2 separate regions of the Zea mays genome follow, and region 1 is linked to region 2. The links are chromatin contacts, called in public Hi-C maps. All regions are on one chromosome and are shown on one strand. Each heading gives the region's core, a stretch centred on a gene start, on an enhancer-like site or on the middle of the called end of the contact. The rest is flanking DNA. Distances are from core to core; before and after follow the strand shown. Region 1 has its middle 22 kb from the start of LOC100192713. Region 2 has its middle 47 kb from the start of LOC100283611.

The links. A called contact is a pair of places that touch in the nucleus more often than the background predicts.
Region 1: a Hi-C map of endosperm shows a contact between it and region 2, with 5 times the contacts expected there. The contact joins two enhancer-like sites. A contact is called at or near these places in 2 of 25 Hi-C or Micro-C datasets (endosperm and leaf).

Annotation. Positions count from the first base shown.
Region 1 is chr9:69,204,147-69,211,030 of Zm-B73-REFERENCE-NAM-5.0, forward strand. No RefSeq gene overlaps it. Among protein-coding and RNA genes, the nearest start is that of LOC100192713, 22 kb to the right of the region's middle. Within about 2 kb of position 5,570, at least 18 of the 20 cell types and tissues checked have an H3K27ac peak or open chromatin away from gene starts, as enhancers often do. A contact at or near this core is called in endosperm and leaf, where this site is marked.
Region 2 is chr9:69,025,957-69,033,123 of Zm-B73-REFERENCE-NAM-5.0, forward strand. No RefSeq gene overlaps it. Among protein-coding and RNA genes, the nearest start is that of LOC100283611, 47 kb to the left of the region's middle. Within about 2 kb of position 1,260, at least 18 of the 20 cell types and tissues checked have an H3K27ac peak or open chromatin away from gene starts, as enhancers often do. A contact at or near this core is called in endosperm and leaf, where this site is marked.

The DNA of each region.
Region 1 (6,884 bases), core at 4,320-6,819, 180 kb after region 2:
CGTTTCTACGGCCCTGGGGGGGATACTCCTGGCGGCGAGGGGCCTCGCTAGCGGGGTGCTAGTTGGCGATGTTGTGTACCTGCTGCTGATTGCGGTCGTCCCAACCGGAGTCTGCCTGCGAAGGCCTCGTCCACGTACGGCTGGACTGCGGAGGGTCTTTAGGTTTCCTCTGAGACTCGACTTTGCGCTGGTGGAGCTCTTCGGATCTGGCGTATTTTGCGAATAGCTGATACAGCTCCTGGAGGTTCCTGGGCGGATCCCTGATGCAGTGGCTGTAAAGGACGCCAGCCCGAAGGCCACTGATGGCGTAATGAATGGCGATTTGGTCATCGACCGAGGGCAGTTGTGACTTGAGGGTCAGAAACTTGCGGTAGTACTCCCGCAGAGTTTCTCTTTCCAGCTGCTTGCAGAGTGAAAGTTCAGCCAAGGCATCGGTGTCTGGGCGGTACCCTTGGAAGTTGAGCAGGAATTTGTCCTAGAGACTTCTCCAGGAGTCAATGGACAACGGGGGCAACCTGGTGTACCAGGTGAGGGTCGGGCCTTCGAGGGCGATGATGAATGACTTGGCCATCGTGGCGTCATCCCCTCCGGATGATGCAACAGCGACCTGATAGCTCATGATGTACTGTGCTAGGTCAGTGCTGCCGTTGTACTTGGGATAGGTCCCTGCCCTGAAGTTGGCGGGCCATGGTGACACTTGCAGGTGTGGCACCAGGAGACTCCGCTCGTCAAGGTAGTTGACACCTTGGAATGCTGCGGTGTGCGGGATGGCTTGTCCACGCTGAGGGATGAATAGGTCTTCGATTTGCGCGCACTGTTGGAGGGGTGGGCCGTGTTGCAGACCGAGTTGGCCTTCGCGCTGCATGAGCGCGATCTCTTGCTCAAGCTCCTGAGCCTTTTGCTCTTCATCACGTATCATCTGGCGCACCTTGGCTTGCGCAGACACACGTTGGCGCTTGGCCTCGAGGATCTCTTTTTGCTTCTGGAGGTTGCGGTTCTTGATGCACAAGGCACGCAGCTGTAGTTGTTCCTCTGCTGAAACGCCGATGACTTCGCCGTCCTCGGTGGCGTCCGCGCCCTCCGGTGGAGCGAAGCCTGGGGGAGGTTGCGATTGTCCTCCGGAGCTGCAGGTGCGGAGGCTGCCTTCGGGTGTGAGTTGTTCATTGCGCTGCCTCTTGCTGAGTGTGTCGTCTTCGCAGTATTCTTGGTGGGTGGTGTCGACAAGGGCCTTGCCCTTTTTCTCGGCCAGCAATGCTGCCTTCGCAGCTTTGTCAACGGATGGGGCTGCCTTCGAGCTAGCTCTCTTGGGTGCCATCGCGGGTGGTTTTTTGTAGCACGAATGGTGGGCACCAAATGTTGGAACTTACTCTCCCGAGCAAGGTGATCCAACGGGGGAGTGAAAGTAATGCGGACAAGGTTTTTGCTCAAGAAGGCAATTGCTCTGTTAATCTAGCCTCTCAAGGGCACTGTGTGGGGGTATTTATAGGTGCCTGAGTGCCCAGCGTCATGGATTAAGGACGCATGTGCCCTCAGGCGCCTAGGTCATCCGCGGAATATTCCCATAAAGCAGGGTTACAAACTTTCATTACAGAAAAGCCTTCACAAACCGGGCCCGTAATGCGCTCAGCCGCGCGGGGCCTGTTACAATGGGCCGAATTCTACGTGGGCCTTCGCGTTGGACGAGGCCGCGAGACGGAGCGACCTCGTCGTAGGCCTTCGTCTTGCAGCGTATTGGACGAAGGGTGGAAACTGTAGACTGTTTAGCCTCCGTTGGTTTGGTGAGATCGACGAAGGCATCGAGCGAAGGGTGGCGTCTTCGCCTTCGCCCCAACAATAACTATCAAGGCAAGATCAATGGATGACAAGGTAATGGTGATAGCAAATAAAAACACATCAAAGGATAGAATTAAGACAAAACTTGTAAGGCGACAAAGAGGGAAAAGAAACCAAGGAAGAGATAGGTAACTCACAACTCTCAAACTAGGTTGAAAGAAAGGGGAGGCTTTTAAAGGACAAGTTCAAGTTAAGCATTTATGTAGAAGACATAAATATCACAAGGGTCAAAGGCGACAACGGACAAGGGTATAAGAGAAAAGATGAAGGTATAGAAGAGCTAGAGGTATAAGTACAACAAAGAATGGAGTTATGTCAAAGCTTACACGCAGTAAAGAAGAGGATATTGCCAAGGGTAAGATAAGTAAAACATCGCTATCAAATTGGGATAGGAGATTAGAGATTTTAGATAACAGACATAACGTAATCACCAAGGTATGGTCGAGGGATGGGAAAGGTAAAGGCAACACTAAACAGAAGCACAACAAAGGATGGCGTTAAAACTCGCAAGCGACGAGGAAGAAGATACGACCAAGAGAGAATATGTACAATACAACTCTAAGATTGAGAGGGAAGAGGGAAGGTTTTAGAGCACATGTATAATATAAGCATCAAGGGAAGATATAAAGGTGACAAGGGTAAAGATGATAATCGTGAAAAACATAACCAAGGATAGAATTAAGGCAAGCCTCGCGAAGTGGCAAAGTGGCGAAGTGGAGAAAACAATCAAGGGTAAGATTCCAACAGGAGGGTTGAAGTAAAAATTCATTACCAAGGGAAGTTACAAGGAAACAATGAGGTCACCAAGGATGTGCAAAACAAAGTGATTGCTCATGGATCATCGAGAAACAGGAGTGGTCAAGGACATGTAAACTAAAATGTCTTAAACTGACATTGGGATATAAAGGTAAGCATAAAAAACGAGAGTATGCAAGATTCCAAGGAGATGAGCATACCAAGACCAAGAGATTAGAAATTGTCGAATGATAGCGACTTGATCAATAGAATAGGAAAGGGTCTCAAAAGACAGAAAGGTCATGGTCATATAAATTGAAATGTTTAAATAGCTAGCAGGGTTTTTTGAGGTAAGTATTTGAAACAAGAGTATTGAGGAATCTAGGGGTACGAGCATGTCAATACCAGGGGAATAGTGGTGGTCAAATGGTATAATTTTAATGATGGAAGAGGAAGGAATCTCAAAAGACAAAAGGCTATGGTCAGGGGGCATCTACAAAGATGTCGCAAGCACAAGAGTGAGATTAGATCTAATAGAATGAATAAGTAAAGCATAGACAATACTAGAATAAAATACAATAAGCAAGGTGATATATAGAAGCATAACATAGAATTAGCCGATGTGGCTAATATTTTGAAAACATCAAGGATGAGGTGAAGTAATAGTCAATAAGTCCTTAAACGGCCATTGCTACTCTAGGCTAGCGGTCCTACAGTTAGCAAGGCTTTGATACCACTTATGTCACCCGGTTTTGGAAGGTAAACCGAATGCGAACCATGTACGTGCTAGGATCAGAAATTCACATACATAGCGATTACATAAATGACTCATCATAGCATAATGCTTCGAATAGCAATAAAGAGTAAGTAATAATATTAAATACTAGGGTCATTTATATAATATAAATCAAAGTGCACATAATATAAACGTAGCCATCGTAAACGAACCCACCACATGCAGCTGACTGGGGAGGTCGCTAGCCTAATCCTCGAACTCATTGACGCCCTGGAACTCCCGGAGATCCGCCTCAACGCCTTCTTCTTGTTTACCTGAGCATAGATAGCACCAAAGGCAACCTAGTGTTTTGTGAAAGCAAGGGTGAGTACACATCAACGTACTCAGCAAATGTCTCGTTTGGCTGAGGTGGACTAGCTTTATGTGGGGTTAGGCTCAAAGCAGTTGCTTTTAGTTCGTCAGATATTTATTACTAGTAGAAGCCAAGTTTTAGCAATAACCAACCCGTGAATCATTTCCTCATTGAGGAATATAATTATCATCATTGTAACCAAAACCATCAATAGAACCATTGTGTCTCAAATCATCTATATCTCTAATCAAAGGAGCTCCCAAGGCCGCTCATAACCGTGAGCACCGCTAATATATTAGTTTCTTTCCTCTGTAGAGGTTGCACACTTTACCCTTGAGCCGTGATTCCCTTTCTACCCGAGGAGCGCTACTCCCCATTGATCACACTACCTAGGTGATCTGGTAGGGTATCACTACGTAGCCTTTACAAAGATTCCCCAAAGGTATAGCCGCCCGTTAGGTTTCCTAAATGCACCGCACTCCTCCCCAAGGGGCAAACCACCCTCGGCAGAGCGAGCCGCGTACACCGAGCCCCATTAACGAGACGACGGTGAAGCGAACTACACCTCAGTTCATTTAATTAATTAGCTAAGTGTGTCCCATTCCACCCTCATGGTTGTATTGTTTTCCCAGGTGGTCATCCAACGAACAGGTCCTTACGTTGAGGTACTCGGGAAACAGCCGGAGTCCCCAAAAATAACACAAGCTCATCATCATAATCAAGATATCATTAGTGTATCATAAATATTCTCATCATATTCATTGATTAAAGTAGAGCGCTAGCATAAAGCTAACCACAATAACCCAAAAGGTAATCAAGGATAAGGTAAATAGAAAGATAGTCAATCCTTTGGTTTTAATTATGTAATACGAGGAAATAAACAGGTGGATCAAGAGGAGCCGCCCAGCGAGGAGTTCGACTTAATCTAGGTGGCGTCTCCCAGTTAGCTTTGTGGCACTAGGGAAATAAGATTTAGTTCGTTTTATATTTATCATTTATTTTGTAAGACTTCCGCTATGTAATAAGTACATTCATGATATTTATGACATTTATCTCTATGCACTCTGTTATTATGTGTGTTGTTTTTCCTTGGCGCACAAATGAGATGCACTCGGCTTTATCCCTTAAATCAAGGTGTGACAATCTCCGATCGACGGTTCGCCTACTCTGGTCCAAGCAGTTCTATCCGATCAAATCTGGGCCATCAAATGGCCAATCAGCGGCTCAAACTTTCCCTCCTTCACCCTCGGCAGCTTGCGCACGGCAGCGAGGCAGGGCTCCGCCCCCCGAAGCTCACTGGATGACACCGCCCAGCCTACCGGTGACCGAACTCAACCTCGAACGCACCTAAACATTGCACGGCTAAAAGCGAAGCAGGGGAAAGCATCCTTACCGAACATTGATGCCCGAGCGGCGCTAGCCACGGTTTTAGGCGGAACTATGGTGGAGAGGTTGCTCCGATGAGAAATTCTAGGCGATCCGGAGCAGAATCCGCCCAGGCGACACCACGGTTGTGACCATCGAGGTTTTGTGTAGCACCTAGGTCACCAAACATGGCTAATCCGACGCCGTTGGTGGATTTCACTGCCGGCGACCCCCATCTTCCCTTCCGATGGCAACTGGTATCGTAGAGAGATGCGGATGGGAGGAGGGGCACCTAGGTTTCAGCTTTATAGCCCCTGCAGAAGATCGGCTTCAGGTTGATTCAGGATCACAACAACATCGCAAGATCTCCGGCGATTTAGTTAGGCTCGCACGCGGCTGCTTCGCGCCCCCTGTGGAGAAGTACTACGCTAGTTGTGTGGTGATGGAATTACGAGTGGGCCCGAATACGCAGAGGCTTAGTTGAGCGCGTGAACCGGTGAGGGACAGGGTCACTGACGCGGAGGCCCCACGCATCAGCGCGAGTACTGGGTAGGAAGGATACAGTGCGTGCACCCGACCAGGCGGGCACACATGGCAGTGATCCATCGCGCACAGGTAGGCACGGGTTGTGCGGTTGGGAGACTGGCGAGCGGGGCCCATCCACCAGCGCTAGAGGAGCGATTACGCGGACGCGGGAGAGCGGCTGACGCCCCCGGCCCACCTGTCGGCGCCGGGTGGAGTTGTTGGGCAGCGCACATGTGTTACTTGGGCCAAGGCCTGGAGATTTCGGCCCAGGTAGCTTCTCCACTTTTATTTTTTTGCTTTCTCTATTTTCATTTGAAATTTCCGTTTTGTTTTAGTTTTAGATTTTAAAATTCAAAGCTGAGGTCAAGGTCTCAATTAGAATTTATATGCACAACTCAAAATCTCGAGCATGAATGCACAAATATATTTTATATATTTGTTTTATTTTAGTTCTTTTATACATGATTCCAATCATGAAATAGATAATAGTTCACACCTTATGAATTTTAGGGAAATATAATTTATATTGTAGATTATATATTAAGAAATAGCTTAATCATAATTCTTCTATATAATTCAATCCAAGGATAATTTAGTTTATCTAAGTATCTTTTATTTTAGTCTTAAAAATGTATATTCATTTTGGGAGCAGTAACTTCGAAAGTATGAATATTCTTAAAGAAAGGTGTTTTGATTTAAAACTTTTGGGGAATTTTCCTTATTTTCATAAGATTGAACTTTAGGGTGTTACACATACATGCATACAAAATATAATATATAAGATAACTACACAACTTAGATTATGCCCCATTAAAACATATATCTAGCTTAATAGATCTATCTTAACCTAAAAAGATTCATCTTATCCTAATAAGCATACTTATCCCACCCTAGTGTAACAACCATGATCTAATCCAAATTAACTAGAACTTACCTAGACTAATCTAGTCATACCAATCTAATCTAAATTTCATCTAATCTGATACGATCTAAATCTAATGTTAGTTACCTAACAAGTTGGTTAATACTGGTGAAATAGGTTATACCCTACTCCAATAAACAAGTTTAACGTAAATTGGTGCCTTACACCAATTCACCATTAACAACAACCTAACCTACATAGGTGGTTTGTATAACCTATCTAGCCCAACCTAAAAGCAAAAAAACTAAACTTGATTCTACCTATTCTCATCATAGCTTAAGCCACCTACTAAGCCATCTGCTCTACCTACAAAGCTATTTGGTTTACCTACAATTTTGTCTTATGTATGTGTCCCTAACTCGGATGACAACATCAAGACCCAAGATAAGAAGATCAACCTCGTCAACGAAGAATTG
Region 2 (7,167 bases), core at 10-2,509:
TTCTATGTTCAGATTCAGCTCAAAAGACCGGGTTGCATTTTTTTTTTGTTTTTTTGTCCCAATAATAAAATTTACGGCAAATATTTTGTGGCTATTTCAAAAAGAACTCTGAATATGCTCATTCTGTTGGTTCGGTTTGATTATTTTAATCTCAAGAGACGGCAACATAAAAGAGCGAGAAATAAAAAGGCTGCTTGGCTCTAGCTGCAACAACTAGCCAATCCAACAACATTTACTGCATGACTATAGAAAATCAGTACTCTCTGGAGTAGAGCTGTAGGCCTTTGGGTTTTGAAGGTTAGTTTGGAAACTCAAATTCCCTTTGGGATTGAAGGTAATGAGAGAGAAAATTAGTTTATTTTCACCTTAATCCCCTCTAATCTCGAAGGGGATTTGAGATTCCCAAATTAGCCCTTAGGATGTGACCTTTCAGCCGAGTGATATCCAGTCCGATAAACCAGCAGAAGCGACAGGGCCAAAGTAGAGTGAAAACATAAAACAAATAGCAAGCGGAACTGCTTAAAACTCGAACACACAATACACAATGCTTACCGTAGAGAGAACAAGGCCACAACTAGAAGTACAGCACTGGAAAAAAAAACAAGACAAGACAACAACGAGCCAACGATATAGACCCGTCCTGCAAACAGCACTGATTCTCAATTTATCCAAAAAATACAATTTAATCAAATTCATTTTGGATTGAAAATATATTTGTGATTGATGGCCTTCATGCCGTTGATATATATATATATATATATATGTGTGTGGGTGCGCGCGCATGTCAATTATCGTGTGTAATACCCAAAAGTTGGAGAAATACAATAATCCTTGAGACCAAGTGTCTAAGTGAGTTTTGTTTATTTTCTTTAGCATCTCAACAATATACAAGGGTTTGATGTAAAAGAAATTATCAAATAAAAATAACTAAAACAACTATGCACTCATGCTGATATGCTTTGATTTCTGCACTTAATTTAGTGATCAGACTTCATTGGAATTTAAAATAAAAAGGGAAAAGAAATAATAAAGGAAGAATAGAAAACAAAAAAGGGGAAAGCTTCCCTCGATCGCATGGGCCGAATTCCCCAGCCCACAGGAGCATCCCGCACGCGGCTCAGGTGGCTCACACGGGATCATTGTGCCGATAGGGAGGCACATCCTGTCAGTCGTTATCCCTCCGCACGGACCAGCCTTCTATGCTTTCTTTTACCTTCCACCGACGGGTGGGCCCTTTGGCTTAGCCCCTCACGCACCTTGCTAGCACTCGTGTGTCACGACGCTCTCTGCCACGTGGGCCCCAGAGTTCAGGCGTCGTGCTTTCCCCCCTCTGTGCGCATAGCGGGCATGGCCGTTACAAACACTGTGCCCCCTCCTGCTTATCCCTCATGCAAGGGCTGGGTGGCAGTCCCCTCGACCTGGGAGATAAGACCCAGGGCACCTACGCCCCTCCTTCTTATCCTTCGTGCAAGACTCATCGAAACCGCCACAAGAGAGAGAGTCGGGAGAGCTGTCGCCGCCGCATAGCCCGTGCGGCTTGAGAGAGAGGCGTCGTGCTGGGCGAACCGCCACTGTTAGGCTCGACCAATTGGGTCAGTGGGATTCGGCAACGCTCGAGAAGACCGGTTGTCGCATCGACGGACGAAGTGGTGATCGGAGCGCGTGACGATTTCACGCCGGAGTCGGAGCTCCATCGTCGATTCCATTGCGTCCTGCGAGCGGGCTACTTCACAGCTATCACTGGTGAGAAAACCCTTTCAAGTTGTTTGTCGCGTCTTCCTCTACGTGTAGCTCGTTCATATCGGGATTGGAGCTTCGGGAAAGTATCGGGGAACTTCGGTCGTCCTCCTCTAGGTTTGGAAGGGCGGCGCCGCTGAGTCTTGTGGTCGGGTGGGGAAGAGGGTCCCCAACCATTGATCAGGTGACAGTCGACTTAGATTAGATGAAGGGAAGCGTTTTGCAGAGATGGATCTGAGTCGTTGGATTTTGGGCATATGGATCGGATCTGGTGATGGCGTGGCGCTAAGTGGGCAGCGGAATCATGATCCAAGCGTTGAAATCGCATACCGGTTCATAGTGATGCAGATCTAATCCTGGCCATCCGATCTTGATCGGGCGGCTCTTGTGCGGCTATCCCCGTCCATCGTGCACAACTTGCATATGTGTCCCTGGCTTTATTTGAAAACAACATGTCGTCCACACAGAAGCAAATAATAGTGCATATAGGTCCTGGAACTTACACAAAGCACCCTAGATTTTTTCAAAATGTTACCAGCAGCCCAAACATGCTTCTAGTTTAATGAAATCAATTAGAAAATGATGTTCCCTTGACCACTTTTCTTTACCCAATAATATTCTCTATGATCACTTTGGCATGTTCAGGCTTAATTTTGATGGGACCCAATAGGTCACCCTAGTTTGCTTTACTTTATACCCTATTTATCACTGAACTTTTGGGTAGCATTTGCTATTGCTCTATGTGGTTTTGGGTGTTAAGACAAATATGATTTATGATCATGCTTTATTATTGTGATTCTATTCTTTAATGTTCATGATAAGATTATGGTGTTAATTGGAACATGGAGCTTAACTTGAGATAACAGTGCTACCACAAGGGTGGAATGGGACGCCCTTGGCCAAGTAATTAGGAAAGTTAGGGAGAGATTACCTTACCTGAAAGGGGCAAGCGGGGAGGCATCGCTGCAGAGTATAGGGAGGTTCTTGGGTCGGACTATCTATTTAGCTTTCCGGACGAGGGATTCCTATGCTTCCTTCTTCCTTCTTTCTGAATCTGTAGCGGGTCTTCTCGAACTAGTAGAACTTTGGAAAGGCCTTGTACTGCTACCTTGCCTCGTCTCCTCGATAGAGATGAATGGAACTTTTAGACCCCTTAGCAAATGGGGCGTCCACGCGCCACTACACCGACGCACCACATCCCCACTAGCCTGACTCCACCGCTACCCTAGATATAACCTCTATTTCTGTATCATGATCGTAGATCACATAACCCAGTTAGGTGTCTCATGTTCGAAAGAGACACAGTGTAAATATGTGGATCTTTGCATATCTATAATTGTATCTATTTCGAATTGTCCATATTTTTTGGACAGCCCGTGGTTGCGTAGATAGGGTTAATTTCCATGCTTTACTCTCATCTGAGACAGAGTTTCTGTAAAGCCCAAAATTGGTAGGAGAAAATAATAATAATAATGATGAAATAATTAAATAAATATATTTAAGATAGTGTTTTAGGGACTTTTGAAACCTTTGGATATTATTGGGTTTCTCATGCTTTTGAATGTTCAATTGAATAGAATTAAACTAGCCAAATAACAAAATAAAGAAATATAGAATTATGTATCTCATGATGGAGTTCTTGCATTTTTACCTTTGTGCTCAAAATTTTGAGACAAGCTTAAGTTTGAAAAGTAGAACTTGTAGCACCCAAAAATATTATTTTGGATTTCTAATAAGAATGATACGAGGATTTGAAACATGATATTCTTTATATCACCTTTTAAGTCGTATCTTCTTAAATAGATACAACTAAATACTAAAAGATTTAATGATCTTATATAAATTAAGTTATTCTTTTTAGATAAAATGTTAGAAATGTTATCTGAAATAACTATTAATAAATTGGTACAAAAGAAATTATTTTATTAAAACATATATTTGGTGAGTATAAAATATACACTTGGAAGAAGTTGCTTAAAATAAATAAAGCAAGGAATATATATATATAATAAAAATAAAAACAAACGTTGCATCATGCTGGATATTTTGTTTGTGCATGAAAACCTTAACTCTAAGTTTGGATTACAAATTCGAATTTGGAATGGAAAATAAAACTAGAAATGAAATCTGAAAAAAGATAAAAAGAAAAAGAAACCACCCAGCCGCGCTTGGGCCAATTCTACCCTAATGGGCCACCATATTCCCGTGGCGGCCTGGGTAGCTGACCGGTGCCGACACATGGGCCCCGGACGCCAGCGTCGGCCGCGTGGTTGGCTCACTGACACCGTGGGACCCGATGACCAGGTCTGTCTTCTCCGCAGTACGCGCGTGTTAGGTCATGCCACCGGAAATCGCCCACGCCGTAATTGTCCTGCGCAAGCCCATCTCTCCACCGCGCCGCGCCGCTGACTGCTGGACACCGACGGGCGGGGTCCACTGGCAGGCCGTCTTCTCCCCAAGCTCGCGCGCCCCGTGACCCAGCTCCGCGCAAATACCGCACGATCCAACGACCTCCACCGTCCTCGCCGTAGAAATTGGCCGCAGTGGCCACGTTCGCGCATGGATCTCGCTCGAGAAGTCCGCGAACCTCCCCCTGCTCTCGCCCTATAAAGCCGTGGGCCTAGCGTTGGCCATCTGGTTCGCTGTCGTTGAGAGCAGAGAGAGAGAAAGCTCTGCGCCGCCCTTGACTTCGCGCCTGAGCATCGGTCGGCACCCTCTGGTGGGTTGGGGAGCATCGCCTGACACTGGAGAATCTCGCCGTGAACCAAATTCTGTGGGAAATTGGCTGAACCACCGACAATCTCTCACCGGCGCTCTGTTTCCGCCGTGGAAACCTGCATCACCGTGGTCAGACGCTCTCCGCGCCGAGACGACCGGTAAGACCCCCCAGCGTACTCGCCATCAATTTCTTATCGCGTAGATCGTCTCAGATTAGGGGATTGGTGCTCTTGTGCGCGGATTCTGTACCTCGCCGGCGGGAGCCGCCGCGCGGGCTACGGGCGCCGCCGTGCTCAGCCAGCAGGGTAGGAGAAGGCCTGCTGGCCGTTGGATCGGTTAGGGGTGTCTAGGATTAGATCGGGATGGCGGTAGGATATTGACCGCAGATCCGAGAAGTAACGGTTTAGATTAGATTATGTATACCCCTTCGTCCACATAGAATCTCGGTCGTGGATCACTCGATCGACGGTTCTGGATGAGCACTGTTTCATTGAATCGACGAAGTTGATCGTGGCCCTTGATTTCTAATCCTGCGGCGGGGGATCCACCGTAACCCTTCGTCGTGGCACTTTCGCAAATGAGACCCCGTAGTTTTATAGATTGAACCCGCCGTCCACCCGTGACATTGGATTGGGTCTCAGATTTCTTGCGCAAAAGTCCCTGTGGTTTCCTGTTTTAGTGTCCCCAGTCCAATTAGAGAATAAAAGGGATAAACAATTCAAAAAATGATTTTTAGTTTAGAAATAAATTCAGAAACTTGTATAATTCATATTAAATTTATTTTAACTCCAAACTAATCCATTCCAGTGACATTAATTTTGTTTTAATATTGTCTACCAACTAGTAACACTGTTTAGCCATGAAACTTGAACTAAAATTATTCATTTGGATTAATCTATTCTAAGCATTAAATAATTTCCGAAATTCATAACTTGGTAACCGCGACTCCAAATTTAGTGGTTCTTGTTTCTACGATCTCGTAACATTGCGTAGATTATTATTACGCAGTTTATTCTTATGATTGGTGTAATGTTAATTTTAGCCTATACCATGTTTGTCTGTATTGCTATGTTTAGCAGTGAGGACACGTGTCATCTGAAGATCATCCTGGTACCTGGAATCTCAAGTCACAGGCAAGTTGTGCCCTTGATCACTTCTTTTTACCCAGCCATGTTCTGATTAATCATAATGATCTGCATAGGTTAATTTTGATGGGACCCAATAGGTTACCCTAGTTTGATTATCTTTATACCTTGTTACCACTGAACTTTTTGGGTAGTACTTGTTAGTGCTTTATGTGGTTTTGGGTATGAAGATACATTACTCATGATTATACTTTTGTTATCCGTTGTTATTTATCGTTCATAATAAGATCATTATGTTAATTGGAACATGGAGCGACCACCCGGGAAAACAGTGCTACCACAAGGGTATAATGGGACGCCCTTGGCTGATTAATTAGGAAAGCTAGTGGAGGACTACCTTACCCGAAAGGGGCAAGGGCAGTAGGGGAGTGGTCAGTGTAGGGAGGCCCTCGGGATGATTTTGCTGCGATGGCGGTCATGCAAGGGATTCCTGCATTGGAGCTTCCTATAAACTGTAGCGGGTTTTCTGAAGCTAGTGGAACTTTGTAAAAGCCTCGTAGTGTTACCCTGCCTCGCCTCCTCGGTAGAGGTGTATGGGAAGTCGCGATCCCTTGGCAGATGGGTAACATGACTTGTGGGTAAAGATGTGCCACCTCTGCAGAGTGTAAAACTGGTATACTAGCCGTGCTCACGATCATGAGCAGCTCGGACCCTCACATGATTAATTGATGGAACTTAAATTCAATTTGTCATATGCATTGCATCGCAGGTGATGTTGTTACTTCTGTTCTACTATTTAATTGGGTTGGTATTTACTTATATTTAGTAATTGCTAAAAAAATTTTGACCAACCTTAAAAGCAATGCTCAGCTCTAACCATCCTCTTTGGTAAGCCTTACACTTCACATGAACTCCCACCTTTGGCGAGTTCATTCACATTATTCCCCACAACTTGTTGAGCGATGAACGTATGTGAGCTCACTCTTGCTGTCTCACACCCCCCCACAGGTCAAGAACAGGTACCGCAGGATGAGGCACATGGAGGATGCTGTGATGAGTTCGTGAGTGGTCTAGGCCGTCGTCTCCCAGTCAACTTTGGGTTGCTGGATCGTTTCCTCATATGATGTAATTATTTAATTATTTTGTATAGAACTCCTGTTATATAGTAAAGATGTGACATTCGATCCTGTACCACTATGCATCATATGTGTGAGACTTGGTCCCAGCACACCTGGTGTTTATGTTCGCGCCCGGGCTTTGGATCCCTAAAACCCGGGTGTGACAGTTTCAGCATCACCTCCATGTTGTTCTCCGGATAGACACTCTCCCTGGTAGGACGTGTATTTGGAGAACAACGGGGAGGTGCTGCCGAAATTCTGTCTCAAATTAGAGTAGAGCATAGAAACTAACTCCATCTACGCAACCATGGGTGGATTATGACCTATCCTTACCTATTAGAAGGTAACAACTTAGTGTTCCCTGAGGAAGAGGTTTATGTTACTCTGTGCTAATATGTTAGAGGATGGAGGACCATGAGTGGATGTACGTAGGCCGCATAAGAAGGATGATGTCACCCCTGAATGGATTACAAAGATCGATGCTTTCTCAGAATGGGCATTTGGCGAAG